Linked DNA regions of Mus musculus: region 2 is linked to region 1. The links are chromatin contacts, called in public capture Hi-C maps. All regions are on one chromosome and are shown on one strand. The core of a region is the stretch at or near the end of the contact, and the rest is flanking DNA. Distances in the headings are between cores, read along the strand shown.

Evidence for each region. Capture Hi-C pulls out chosen DNA fragments and counts their contacts.
Region 2: a contact with region 1 is called in a capture Hi-C map of embryonic stem cells, with 9 times the contacts expected there. The contact joins two enhancer-like sites. A contact is called at or near these places in 1 of 115 datasets of contacts at active chromatin or transcription factors (embryonic stem cells) and 1 of 9 other capture datasets (embryonic stem cells).

Annotation. Positions count from the first base shown.
Region 1 is chr6:94,749,322-94,752,097 of GRCm38.p6, forward strand. No RefSeq gene overlaps it. Among named protein-coding and RNA genes, the nearest start is that of Lrig1, 51 kb to the left of the region's middle. Within about 2 kb of position 1,425, at least 24 of the 459 cell types and tissues checked have an H3K27ac peak or open chromatin away from gene starts, as enhancers often do. A contact at or near this core is called in embryonic stem cells, where this site is marked.
Region 2 is chr6:97,101,118-97,103,893 of GRCm38.p6, forward strand. No RefSeq gene overlaps it. Among named protein-coding and RNA genes, the nearest start is that of Tafa4, 42 kb to the left of the region's middle. Within about 2 kb of position 1,389, at least 27 of the 459 cell types and tissues checked have an H3K27ac peak or open chromatin away from gene starts, as enhancers often do. A contact at or near this core is called in embryonic stem cells, where this site is marked.

The DNA of each region.
Region 1 (2,776 bases), core at 175-2,674:
CTGTGTACCACACATATGCCTGGTACCTAAGAGGTCCAGAAGAAGGCATTGGGCCTCTGGAACTGGACTCACAGACCATTGTTACCTACCATATGGGTGCTGGGAACTGAACCTGGGTCCTATGGAAGAGCCATCAGTGCTCTTCACCACTGACCCACCTCTCCAGCCCAGTGTAGCTGAATCTTTCTGTATACTTTGATTTTTTAACTTTTCATGAAAATTAAAAGTCTTATTGGCTTTTATCATGTTGCTTATTCAATGTGCCCTGCTCTTCAGTGCTTTTCTGGATCAGCTGAGAGGTAATTAGGGAGGCTCAGGGCTGACCTCTTGGTAAGATCTCTTTCCAGCAGTTAGTTGGGATAGAGGAGATGCTAGCTTCACACCCAGACTTTCTCTGTGGATGGGGTGGAGCACCAGCTCTGTGGCTCAGTGCATTTCTTGAGGTCCCAGGTTTCCTGTTTCCAGTGCTGAAAGACAAACCAAGACACCAAAGAGGGATCAGAGGTGTTTTTTGCCTGCAGGGGGCTTAAGTTCTACTAGACAAAACAGAAGAACCGTCAAAGTCTACAAACAGGACCGAATGCAAAGCTGAAGAAAAGTTGATATCTATGCTGACAGGTGGCATCTGAAGGTGACAGGCAAGTACCCAAGGGCAGGGTGTGCATTCGATAAACATTGACAGTGTGCATTGCTATGTCCCCAGTGCTGCAGGTGCAGTGGAGGTTAGACAGTCTGCCTTGGGCAATCTCCACATCTAAAGAAGGTGGGCAATCTCATGGCAGCTCTGCCTATTCTAGACCATAGTTTACAATCAGTTTTGGGGTCCTGGGGATTAATCCCATAGTAGAATGCTTTCCTAATGCATGTGAAGTCAGTCCCTAGGATTGACCCCTGACACTGCAAATCTATTATTATTATTATTATTACTATTACTTGAGATGGGACCTCCTGTATTTTAGACTGGCCTTTAAAGCAGAGGAGGTTCTTGAATTTCTAATCCTCCTGCCTCCACCTTCCCAGTAGATTATGCAAGTCACAGAGCTCAAATCCACGGCCTCATGTATGGTTCACTAGCACTCCACCAATTGAATTATGTCTCTAAGCCATTGCATAAAATCAATTCTTTAATGTGTGCAAATTCTTGTTCTTCCTACTTTCTGCGCTTTTGGGATTCGAGCTGCTTGCAACCACTGTGCCACGCCTCCAGCCCCCCCCCCCCCCTTACTTAAAAAAGTATGGCTACAATTCATTGACTTACTTTTATGGCTGACTATTGGGTACTGAGGAGCCAACTGAACTTTCGAAGCTCTCGGGGTAGAATGGTTTAGAGTTGACAAAGCAAAAATTCAATTAGCCTAGAAAGGCTCTGTAGTGCTAGTCAGCAAAAGGTCCTGAAAAAGCCGGCTTTTCCATGCAAATGAAGGGGTAAATAGGCTCCATTGTGTTGGAAAAAAAGAGTAAAGGACATCTTTTTGTTCTTTTGAGGGGTGTACCAAGAGCTCCCTTGCCCTTTGTTATGTAGATCTGATCCCTGGGAAGAGGTGGTCCTCCAGCGAAAATTGTTTCTATCTGCCCCCCCCCCCCCCCCAGCTTCTGGGTTTTAGAAATTTGCATCTTCTCTCAGGGCTTCACTAAGAGCAAGGCAGCGCTCAAATAAATAAAACCACCTTAAGGATATCGGTTCTAACGATCCGATTTAATAAACACAGATGAGTTGGTTTAGGCTTACGGTGCAGCTATCTGAACTCCCCTGGATCCTTTGTGTTGCTGAAAATTGAAGTTTGAGTGTCGACGGGGGGGGGGGGGGCGGGGGGGGATAGTTGTGACAGCAAAGCTCGAGCAATACTCAATGAAATTCATGTGGAGTCTAGGCTGGTAAGGATAACCTAGGGGTCTATCCTCTACTGTTCTATCCGCAAGCTGTGGTGGGGGACTAGTCTTCAACAGCGCCCCTTGTGGTAGTGAAGAGCAGTGGCAGTAGTGACTTCGTGCGGTAATCATGGAAATGGAATGGACTCTTAAAAAGTTCTAAGTAAGACACCAGTTTTTGTCCAGTTGAGTATATGTGAAAAGGTCTCAAAAGAATAAATAGAACATCCCCCAAAAGAATTCTACATTAGCATTACAGTGTGAGCAGATATGAACTCCAAGCAGAGCAGGCACCATCTGGGCAGGTAGTACCACCGAGAATTTCCTAGAATTTAGTTTGGGTGCAATCCACTAAGCTGCAGTTCTTAAGCATCCCTCCAGGGTCTCCAGGGGAGGTCATCTGACCAGAAGGATGGACACCACCCAAGATCTTATAAAAAAAAAAAAAAAAAAAAAAAAAAAGGAGATTTCAGGGTCTGGAGAGATGGGTCAGTGGCCAAGACCACTTGAGTACAGGCCTGGCTTCAGATGCAGTGCCAGCTGCAGGACCCATGGCTTTAAGTCTAAGCTACTAGAAATATGAACTGCGTTATATACTATGATTTTTTAAAAAAAATATTCTCTATTCTTCCATGCTCTCCTATTTCCTTTAAAAATATTTTTAGGCAGGCAGATCAGGAATTCAAAGTCATCTTTGGCTACATTACAAGTTCAAAGACAGCTTGGGCCACATGAGACTGTGTCTTAAAAATATTTTTAGTTATGGCTCACCAAATAGGCTTCACATCTGTCTTAGTCAGGTTTCTATTCCTGCACAAACATCATGACCAAGAAGTAGTTGGGGAGTAAAGGGTTTATTCAGCTTACACTTCCATACTGCTGTTCATCACCAAGGAAGTCAGGACTG
Region 2 (2,776 bases), core at 139-2,638, 2.4 Mb after region 1:
GAAACTCCCCCCCCCCTTTTCTCTTTCCTTCTGACATGTGACTCTGGTGAAGCTGTGGATAAAATTATAATACAATAAAGTAAAACCAGGAGCCACTGAGGTTATGATGAAGACATGATAGACATTGGGTGTAGTGACTCTGGCCATAATTGTGAAACGTCCTGGTTCTGTCCTGGCTAGTGGCCATGAATCCCAGCCTGGAGCTCTGAGCTCCTATATCTCCTCTCTTAAATGAGCACAGCTGCCCGGACTCTGTATTTAAGGCTGTCCCTGTAACTCCAGTCCAGACATTAATCCCTTCTGGTGAGCAGCTTTGGAATTTGATCTCTGGATTTTTGTGGTGGAAATGTTTCTAATCCCAACAGCACATCTCCTAAATTACTTTGGGGGAATCTCTTGAATGGGACATTATACAGTAGTTTTGGGGCCCACTGAGGATGGATATCGCGGGTCTCTTGAGGTCCATTAAGGGAAATCGATTTCTTCCTGCTCAAAAGAATGGAATCTACCTCTGACACTGGGCAGAGACATAAAAGCCTTAAGAGCCGATGCTTATGGAGTCTACCTCGGACCATGCTCAAAAGGCAGCTAGCTGTTTTGCTCCCGTTTCCTGTCTCCCGGCCACTTTCCACCGTCAGTACCCTTTTGCAGGATCCCCTGGTGAGAGGGTTTGTTTAGTTCCGGTTGCACCAACGTGGGTAGCAGCAGGAGGAGAGAGGGGCAGATACTGTCTCTTTCACAGCTGTGGAGGGTGGGAACCTCTTCCTAGGTGTTATCTTATTCCTTTGCTCTCTGGATTTATTATTTGCACCAAAAAGCATCCACTATAAAACTTTTCTTTCCCATACTCTGTTATTTGAATTGCAAAAACAAGGCAATCCTGGACCAGAGTATCAAGTAAACGGTAAATATGATAGGGTTACAAAGTGACTCCTGCCCGGAATTGATTTGCATAGAGAAGCCCGACAGGACAGAGCAAAGATCAGAGGCGCTCCATCATCGAGTCTTCTAGTCTTACAGGAAAGCAGATGTCATGACATCCTCATAAACCGGAGGAGGACCCCCTCCACCCTGCCCCCAGGAGCCCATCCATAAACACCTCTCTCTTGAAGCGTCTTGAGTCAATTCCCTCCCTGAATGCTGTAGAATATTACCTGGAGTTTTGAAAAATGATACGTAGACGAAGATATTTTCCCAGGACATTTACATTTTTCTATCATTGTGGAAGTGCTCTAACTGTGAATTAGAACTGGCTTTCCGCTTTCAGTCACTTCCCACCTGCCTCACCAGTCTGCGGGTTTTCAGGGGTGGAGCTGGGACTTCTGTCTGGTCTTCCCTTTCCCTCCTCGGCTGCCTTTCAAATGCTAATGCTGGCCTTTGGCTGCCTTGCCTTGGGTCTGTTCAATGCAGCCCTTGTCCGCTCTCATTCTGGTCTGTCATCTGCCTTATTTACATGTCTATACCACTTTAACTTTGGGTTTGCTTCTGGGACTTGCAAGAGTCACCTTTAACTTCATCTCCTATGAGCCAATTGTCTTCCAGTGGACATTCATCAAACCGGCCTAATTTCTCTGGCTAACGCTGCACACAGCTTAGATCTCTGCCCAAAACTGTGCACGATTCAAATTCTTTTTAGCGCCCTAGCAATTTAGTTTGCAGATTTCTCAATATGCTACAATTTCCTTTTGCCCATACTGGTCCTGTGATAGAATCAGCTGATGTCACTGCGGCTATATCAATCAGGATGACACTAAAAGTGGAGGAGACAGCCCAGGTCCCGCACCCTTGGTTTCAGTGAGTGTGGTTTGGCAATAACACTCCAGGGCTGGTGATGCTGCTATCAGTGCTGTTAGTGGTGGTTGTTTGTTTGTTTATTTGGACTCCTCAGTTCATAACCTGAACATACAAATGGTCTAGAGGATACTTGACAAGTGGCTTATAATTGACCTCATACAAGAAGGGTGCATAGACTTCGCAGAAGGACTTTGGCAATCTCTTTGTCAAGTGAAAAACACACCCAGCAGAAGCCACACAGTACATCCTATAGTCTCCATATCAACCAGGTCTTGGCCCGTCTATTTATCCGCACTCATTAACAGGGACCAGCTAACACACCTGAGTTAGTTCAACCAGCAACATGCAGCAGAGGGCTGCGTGACCGCTCAGTCAGTAAAACATTTGCCTTGCAAGCATGAAGACCTGCATTTGATCCTAGGACTCCACAGAAAAACTGAACACACTTGGCCTTGCACTTGTAATCCCTGCACTGGAAAGATAGAAACAAGGAGATGCCCAGAGCTCACTGAGCACCCAGCCTCGCCTAACGGATGCACTCCAGGTTCAATGAGATACCTTGTCTCAAAGGGGGTGGGGAATAGCGGGGGAAGAACATCTGACGTGCTCTCTGGCTTCCACACACATGTGCACACCCCCCCACACACACATACACATACACACACATACACATACAAATATGTATATGCATATACTAAGGTACAACTGACTGGAGGAACTGCACACCAAAGACACTGCCTACTGTCCTCTTCCCCAGAAGGAGGTCGTGTCACTTGTCCAAGAGGATTCTCACCTCACCATATTCATGTACCTTAAAAAAACTGATCACTTGAAGTGCAGTGTATAGTACGTCTTCCCATTTACAATTCAGCATACGACTAGTACGTCACAGGTGCTGAGAAGCCCAACATGCCATCTATTTAACTTGACTTGGGGGTGATACTTTCCAGGCAACCCTCTGGTTAACGTATTTTCCTATTGA